Regions from separate parts of the Capra hircus genome. Here region 1 is linked to region 2. A link is a contact called in public Hi-C data. All regions are on one chromosome and are shown on one strand. The core of a region is the stretch at or near the end of the contact, and the rest is flanking DNA. Distances in the headings are between cores, read along the strand shown. Region 1 overlaps STAU2 (double-stranded RNA-binding protein Staufen homolog 2). Region 2 has its middle 51 kb from the start of LY96.

What was found. A called contact is a pair of places that touch in the nucleus more often than the background predicts.
Region 1: a contact with region 2 is called in a Hi-C map of liver, with 6 times the contacts expected there. The contact joins two enhancer-like sites. A contact is called at or near these places in 2 of 5 Hi-C or Micro-C datasets (blood and liver).

The regions. Positions count from the first base shown.
Region 1 is chr14:45,092,684-45,096,621 of ARS1.2, forward strand. All of the region lies in intron 4 of STAU2 (double-stranded RNA-binding protein Staufen homolog 2), which reads left to right. Among named protein-coding and RNA genes, the nearest start is that of STAU2, 53 kb to the left of the region's middle. Within about 2 kb of position 1,913, at least 1 of the 5 cell types and tissues checked has an H3K27ac peak or open chromatin away from gene starts, as enhancers often do.
Region 2 is chr14:44,807,790-44,812,151 of ARS1.2, forward strand. No RefSeq gene overlaps it. Among named protein-coding and RNA genes, the nearest start is that of LY96, 51 kb to the right of the region's middle. Within about 2 kb of position 1,767, at least 1 of the 5 cell types and tissues checked has an H3K27ac peak or open chromatin away from gene starts, as enhancers often do.

The sequences.
Region 1 (3,938 bases), core at 663-3,162, 290 kb after region 2:
AACATTTTTGATGGCTATATTCATATGGCTGAGGTATACTTTACAAATATTTAGTCAAGTGTAAACAAGGAATACTTGATAAGTATATTAAAAAACACCTGTTTTTGATCATCTAGATTGTTCCTCCCTCTTTTTTTGACAATTATAAATGATGTTTCAGTAAAAAAAATCTTTATATGCAAGTTTTGGTTTACATTATTGATTATTTCCTTAAGATAGATTACAGTAAGGGGAGTATTGGGTTAAAAAGAATAATATATTACCCAATTACATTAAAGTTTATACCAATTTCTTATAGCATATTTCATACTATTCTGACAGCATTGAGCTTAAAACACAGTCTTGATAGTTAAAAAGTGGTATGTTTAAATTTTTTGGTTTTATTGATAACCTGTTAGGCTCAACAGTTTTTTAAATAAATATTTATTAGTTACTTATCCATTTTAATCGGCTAATTTTGATTGCATTGCTTAATCTGTCTTCAGATGTTTGTGTGTTGAGGATATTAGCATTAAGAATATTTGTTTGATTTTCCTGTTTTTTAAAAATTGGCTTTTTTAGTTTTGTTTTTTAATGTACTCCAGTTTTAAATGTTATACAGCATAATCTATAAAATTTTTGGTGTGATTTTTCCCACTGCTTCTATGCCTAAGAAATTCTTTTTCATGTTTGATCAGATATTTGTTGATGCTTAAAAATTTTTTTAATTGAGGCATAATTGACGTACAATGCTGTGTAAGCTTAAGGTATAGAGAACACTGCTTTGATGCATTTATATAGCAGTATGGGTGCCATTGTAGTGTTAGCTTATAACCTCTCTCCAGTCACGTAATTATCATTCCTTTTAGTGTTGGGATGCTGTTGCTTTTAAAAGCATTTTGTATGTTTGCTGACAAATTATTACCATTCAGATAGGAGAAGTTATTATCAATAGATAATCTAATACTTTCTGGTGTCTTGCTTGGTAGTGGAAAAATTACCATTCAAGATTCAGACCTACTCAAATTGAAATGGCCCATTTAAATATTGTTGTTCAAGTTCTCTAAGAAAAACTTCTGCCCCTTTCTCTTTCCTCTCCAGTGTACCTGGGGTGGGGATTTACATTATTGTCCTGGTGAGAAGGGAGGGTGCCTCTCTCCCCATCCCCCTCTTAGTGCTGGCTCATGTGGTCTTTGTGGTGTGAAGTCTCTTGTCCACCAAGTAGCTGATTCCTCTCTTGTCTGCCCTGCTGAAACCTGCAGTTGGTGACTTGTAGTCCATCTTTTCCCCTCGGGTAATGCTGTCCGAGAGTATTGACCATCTTCCTCTTGCCCTTTTGGACTGAGCTCTTAGCTCTCCTTGTCTCCTTTGGATGTTGTTCTGTTCTCGTCCTCTTCTGTCTAACTGGAGCACACCAGCCCTCAGCCTGGTGTCCCCGCTGCATGGGAAGCAGGAGAGACGTGCCGTTTCTCTTTCGGTTGCTTTGCTTCCCTTTTTTCTGTTACATACCCTTGCCTTTCTCATCAGTCTGAGGTTACCGAATATAAATACAACCACTTGCCTACTTGAGCACAACAGATAGGTTTGATCACCTGAGATAGGAACACCTTGTCAATTTTATACTTATAAGATACTTTTCTTTTAATGTACTATACTGAATAATCAAGAGAATATTATATTTAAAGCTTAATGTATTTTGATATCTGTAGTCCTTTATTTGAAGTAAAGTTTTTGATTAGTGAACTTACTACTTTTAAATGAAAGCAGTCTAATGCTAAAGCAATGAAAAAATCAGCCAGTAGTTTCTGTCTTAGGTGAGGTGGCTGTTTTGATCCAGGCCCAGGAGCAGAGGGAATAAGCAGTGTGAATGCTGTGGTAGAGGGGAGAGCTTTGAGGCAGAAGAGACAGCAGCACAGAGCCTGGTGCCTTGATGCCACCCCCAGGAGCCCAGTGTGGCTGGACCGGCCTGGGCCTGGAGGAGAGGAGTGGGGCTCTGAGGATGTGACAGGAGTCAGGTGGTTTGATGGTGGTTTAGTTGCTAAGTTGTGTCTGACTCTTGTGACCCCATGGACTGTGGCCCGCCAGGCTCCCCTCTCCATGGAGTTCTCCAGGCAAGAATATTGTAGCGGGTTGCCATTTTCTTCTCCAAGGGATCTTCCTGACCCAGGAATCGAACCCAGGCCTCCTGCGTTGTGGACAGGTGGTTTGGTTTGATTTTTTTCCCATTTTAGATTTTCTGTTAAGTGAGTGCCTGCATTTGTGTTGAGTCGCTTCAGTCATGTCCGACTGCGATCCTATGGACTGTAGCCTTCCAGGCTCCTCTGTCCATGGGATTTTTCCAGGCAAGAATACTGGAGTGGGTTGCCGTGCCCTTCTGCAGGGGATCTTCCGGATCCAGGGATTGAACCTGCGTCTCTTATGTCTCCTGCCTTGGCAGGCTGGTTCTTTACCACTAGTGCCACCTTAAGAACATTGTCATTTTTCCTTTCTTGGCAATTTCTGGTTTCAGGTCTGACTCCATGGTTGTCATGAGGCTGTGAGAATTTTTTAACGACTTCTCCAAACAATTATGCCTTAGGCAGTTCCCATTTAATGGATCAAGTGGACTCTTCCTTCAGATTTTTGAAGAGTCTTTAGAATTTTCTGCAGATCATAAAAAGGGTAAAAAGAAAAAAAGGAAGTACTGGTAAAAACCAAACCATGTTTCAACCTAAACACTCTCTGCTCACAAAAGGGCAAACCTACTCATTATTCATTAGGCTGTTAACGTTATGGTTTCATATGTGATCTTAATTTGCAGGTGACAACACCTGCGTGTGTGACAGGGGATTTGGAACCAAAGGTCAGAGGAGACGCTCTTCTCTTTGTCAGACTCCAGATGAATTGGTAGCTTTTTACTAAAGGTTCTGAAAGGTTAAGAAGTCGAAGAGGCAGGTGTCATTTAGAGGGAGTTTTGAAAAGATCTTTTCATTTTCTGTTTAAAATAATATTATTTAATAATTAGATATTACTCATGCCTTTTTTTTTTTTAAATTCTTTTGTGGTGAGGTTTCTCACTTGAACTTATTCAAAAGCCTAAACAGGAGCTCATAAAAAGGTCTCCCTCCCCAGCCTGCCTCATTTTATGTTGATTGGGGGAAAAGGATTTATCCATGAGCAAACTCGGTATACAGCTCGAATTCTGAAATACCTGGGTCTCCGTCTAATGTACCCAAGATGTTTGAAAATGAACACATCCAGAACATCTTTTTCTTTCTCATTTGGGGTAGTGTTAACTGACAGATATGAAGCTGAATGTACACAGAAGTTTATATGACAGTACAAGATGTAAGATTGCTGAACATTTCATGCTTTTGTTTATATTTTTGTAATAAAGACTTACAGACATTATCTCAAGGAGTAGAATGGCTGAAATCAGCCTTCCTGCAAATAGTTGATTAGTTTTTTTGTATTCACAGATTAAAAAAGCCTTATTGCAGGACTAATGGCCAGAAAGCCGCCTGGTCTACTGATGGAGATAGTCAAAGGGCCACAACTCAAACTGTATAGGGAATTTCTCTATGTGTAACTGGAAGTCTCTTGGGGAAATCTTCAGGCATGGTAAACTGCAGGGCTTTCATGTTGCTGTTCCTCATTTTCCGTTTCTGTCTTTCTAGCTCTTGTCTCATCTTTCCTCTGCTTGACTTGATTTTCAAAAACACAGTCTTCCATTTGCTACACCTCACAGGCCACGTAGCCCTTAGGCTTGTACTAGAGGAGGAGCACATTTTTGTTTGTGGATAGCTCTCAGAAAAGTTCCAGGTAATCTGTTCATCCCAGAATTTGTCAACCTAGAGAAACAGGGTTTAGTCCCATCAAACTGCTCTTCAGAGCACAGTTATTTTATTGAGTTGCTCCCTGAAGGCAAAGATTCAGAGGGAAAATTATTTCCATTATAGTCAGAGTATTTGGTTCAAGTC
Region 2 (4,362 bases), core at 517-3,016:
ATCCAGGCAAAACTATAATTCAAAAACATACATGTACCCCTCTCTATGTTCAGAGCAGCACTATTCACAACGGCCAAGACATGGGAACAACCTAAATGTCTATTGGCAGGTAAATGGATAAAGAAGCTGTGTTAAATATATACAATGGAATACTACTCAGCTATAGAAAGAACAAAATAATGCCATTTGCATCAACATGGATGGACCTAGAGATTATCATACTAAGCAAAGTAAGTCAGAAAGAGAAAGACAGATACCATATGATATCACTTACAGGTGGAATCTAAAATACAATACAAATCAATGTATCTACAAAACAAAAATAGATTTATAGAGAGAGAGAACAAACCTGCCAGAGGGGTGGGGAGATGGGAGGGAAGCATTGGCAGTTAGGGATTAGCAGCAGCAAACTATCATACACAGGATGGATAAACAGTAGGATCCTACTATATAGCACAGGGAACTATATTCAATATTCCGTGACGAACCATAATGGAAAAGAATATGAAAAAGAATATACATATGTATAACTGAGTCACTTTGCTATATAGAAGAAATTGGCATCACATAGTAAATCAACTATACTACAATATAAAAACTTAAAACATAAAAAATAAACTTAAAACATAAAAAATAAAAATAGAATGCATGGTCATAGTCAGTGGATACTCATTAAAATTTAAAAAAAAAAAAAACAGTGCTTATCTCAAAAAAAGAAGCCAAATGATGTTGTTTGAACCCTCTGATTCTGTGCTGTCATTCCAGGGGGCTCCTTAAGGATGGAAACTGGGGGAGGAAACTGGTTCTTCCATTAAATTAGAACAAAATCTTTTCACATAGAAAATCCCCAGAGGATGAATGGGTCAGGAAACATGCTTACCAACCCCAAAAGTCCGTGAATTTCTAATACACAACAAACACACAAACAGCCATGTAGGAAAGGAGACAGAGGATTGCTGAAAGAAAAAGTTAAGGGTTATGAAGGCAAATTTGTAACTTGCTCTTCACGATTTAGCAAAGCCTTCTTTAATAACAGGCTTCCCTGATGGTTCAGGTGGTAAAAGAATCTGCTAGCAATGCAGGAGACCTGGGTTCCATATCTGGGCTGAGAAGATCCCCTGGAGAAGGGAATGGCTACCCACTCCAATATTCTTGCCTGGAGAATGCCATGAACAGAGGAAAGAGTCCGACACAGCCTGACTTTCTTAGTAAGGGTTTCCTGGTCTTGTACCAAAAATACATTCAGGAGAGCTTCCTGTCTACTGTTAGTATGGCCTGGAGAAGGGAATGGCTACCCACTCCAATATTCTTGCCTGGAGAATGCCATGAACAGAGGAAAGAGTCCGACACAGCCTGACTTTCTTAGTAAGGGTTTCCTGGTCTTGTACCAAAAATACATTCAGGAGAGCTTCCTGTCTACTGTTAGTATGGAAGTGGTTTTTCTCACATGTTCATGGAAGATACAAATAGAAAACACTTCCTTGGCTGCCACATCTTCACAGGCTTGTTGGTTCAGAAATTAGGATAAAAAAGTGATGCAAGTTGATGTGGTTAATTCATGACTGTTAAATGGAGTCTGTGCATCCTTTTTCTTTAAATCACACTGCCTTACTGACTAGGGAATTGTGCCCCTAATACATGGCAGAAGTTCCGGTAGATGTTCTGGCAAGGTGTGTCATCCAAATTCAGTAACCATGAAATGACCCATTCTATTAATAGGATTTTGTCAGACGTTGGCTGGGAAGGTGATCCCTGTCTTTGTCAACGCTGACATTCAAGTTCCTATCATGGGGTTGTTCTGGACATCTTCCGCTCACCTCTCCCTTCTCCACCCTCCTCTGTGCCCTGGGAGCTGACCTGTAAGGAGCTTGCTTCCTCGCCTTTTGGTTCCTCTGTGTTCAGCCATCAGGGAGCCCCACTGGGATCTGAGGGAGGTAGCAGGGTGCAGCCTCTCCATGTGGGTTTACTTCTGGCTAGTCTCGCTGCAGAAAGGATGTAGGGGAATCTCAGCTTCCATCAGACAGAACTCTCCCCCTCAGTTCCTGTCCCTGGTCCCCTACCCTTGACCTAGAGCTGTAACAGAGCCCATCTTCTTCTAGCCCTTGAGTCCTGCACTAATCTCCATGGTCTCCCCACACCTGGGCCTCTGTAAACTGTTTCTTTACTAAATTACCCTAATTCAAATGTGTCAAGTTTTTTGCTGGGACCCAAGCATATGAGCTAAAGGCTTTTAAAGCTTCTCATTAATTTATTCACACTTGGATAACATGTTCTGAATAATAGACCTAGAAATGCAAGTGTCTGTTTAATTTTGAGTCACTGTGCTACAAATAGAAAGGAACATTCTCTTTATCCTTGTCATCGGCATTTTTTGTAGCCTTTGTGTTTTTATTTGTTTTCATTTTCACCTGTTGTTCCCCGAGGGATTTTTATTTTTAGGTAGTGTTAGTGCATCAAGCCACTCTTTCGCATTTGATCTTTGCTTGATTCACTTTTTATCCTCTCTAATTTCTGAACTGACAAGACCTGTGAAGGCATGGCAGCCAGGGAAGTGTTTTCTATTTTTATTCTCCATGCACAGCACTTGGCACTGAATGGAACTCAGGACAGATATTTTGAATGAATGGAGAATCATGTCTATTCCTGATAGCAATTATTAGGGAACAAAGATCACCAGACAGTACTCTTCTTAGAAAGATAAAGAGGTGTGTCTGGGTAGAGGGCAACAAGCATCTAAGAGCTTGTGCAGGGGCAATCCAAAGCTGAGACACTCATAGACTTATGCAACTCTGCCTTGGCAGGCGGATTCTTTACTGCTGAGCTACCAGGGAAACCCCATTGCCTTGTAATTCCCCTTTAAAAATGCAAAGATGACCACTTTTTCCCCCTCTTTGCAAATTACGCCATTTAAGCAGTCATGAATTAACCACATTAACTTACTTTTAACAAAAAAGAAGAAATGGCATCTGTCTCCTGTGTTTCAGCTATCTTGCACTCAGTGGATTGTCAGCTTGAAAATTTTCTCTTACATTCTTAACCTTCTGCTATTCTCTATGAATAAAACTTTACTTTAAAACGGAAAGTGAGGGTTTGGGTTCATCTCTAATTTTGATCCATATTGTATAAACTCTCTATGCATAAGAACATTTAATACTCAAGTTAAAATTAGAAACTATACAGTTCTTCAAGAGGGTAAATCATGTTTTAGGTTTTCCTGTCCATCAAACATACTCTACATATGCTTAGGAACTTGCTTCTTTTTGAACTTTCGGTTGCCCTGGGTCTTCCTTGCTGCACCTGGATTTCCTCTAGCTGTGGTGAGTGGGGGCTACTCTTTGTTACAGGCTTCTCATTGCAGTAGCTTCTCTTGTGGAGCACTGGCCCTAGGGGCCTGGGCTTTAGCAATTGCAGCACACAAGCTCAGTAGTTGTGGCATACGAGCTCAGTTGCAACTTGCTTTCGAATCCCTTCCTTTCAGTTCATAGAAATCCCTCTCATAGAATTCCGTCATGTGTATATACCAACGTTTATTCAACCAGTCTTCTATGTTTGGTTACTGAGATTGTTTCCAATATTTTCCAATTACAAAAAATGCTGCAACGAATCATCTTGTGCATTTATTCTTGTATTATTGGAGACATGTTTATATTGAATTTCCAGAAGTAGATGGCTGGGTGTGTTTCTCCTGTGCTCCGTTGCTAAGTCATATCTGACTCTTTTCAACCCCATGGACTGTAGCCTGCCAGGTTCCTCTGTCTTTAGGATTTCCCAGGTAAGAATACTAGAGTGGGTTGCCATTTCCTCCTCCAGAGGATCTTCCTGACCCAGGGATCGAACCTACATCTCTTGCATCGGCAGGTTGATTCTTTACCACTGAGCCACGAGGGAAGCCCCTGCTGGGTTTGTTAGTTATTGACCAATTCCCTTTTGTAAGCCTGGTATCATTTGCCTTCCCAGCAGCAATGTTTCCTCCTAGCCTCACTAACAGAATATATCATCAAGCTTTTGAATCTTTGCCAACCTAAAAAAGGGAGAAATAGTATCTCAATACAGTTTTATTGTAGGAACGGAGACCCCTCCCAGGCCCGAAACTGGGCTCTTGTCTAAGACTAGGAAATGAACTGTCCAAGAAGACACATGTGCTGACAAAGCAAGGGATTTTATTGGGAAAGGGCACCGGGGCAGAGAGCAGTAGGGTAAGGGAAACCAGAACTGCTCTGCCACATGGCTCGCAGTCTTGGGTTTTATGGTGATGGAATTAGTTTCCAGGTTGTCTTTAGCCATTCATTCAGACTCAGAGGTCTTCCTGGTGGTGCATGCCTTGATCAGCCAAGATGGATGTCAGCAAGAAGGATTCTGGGA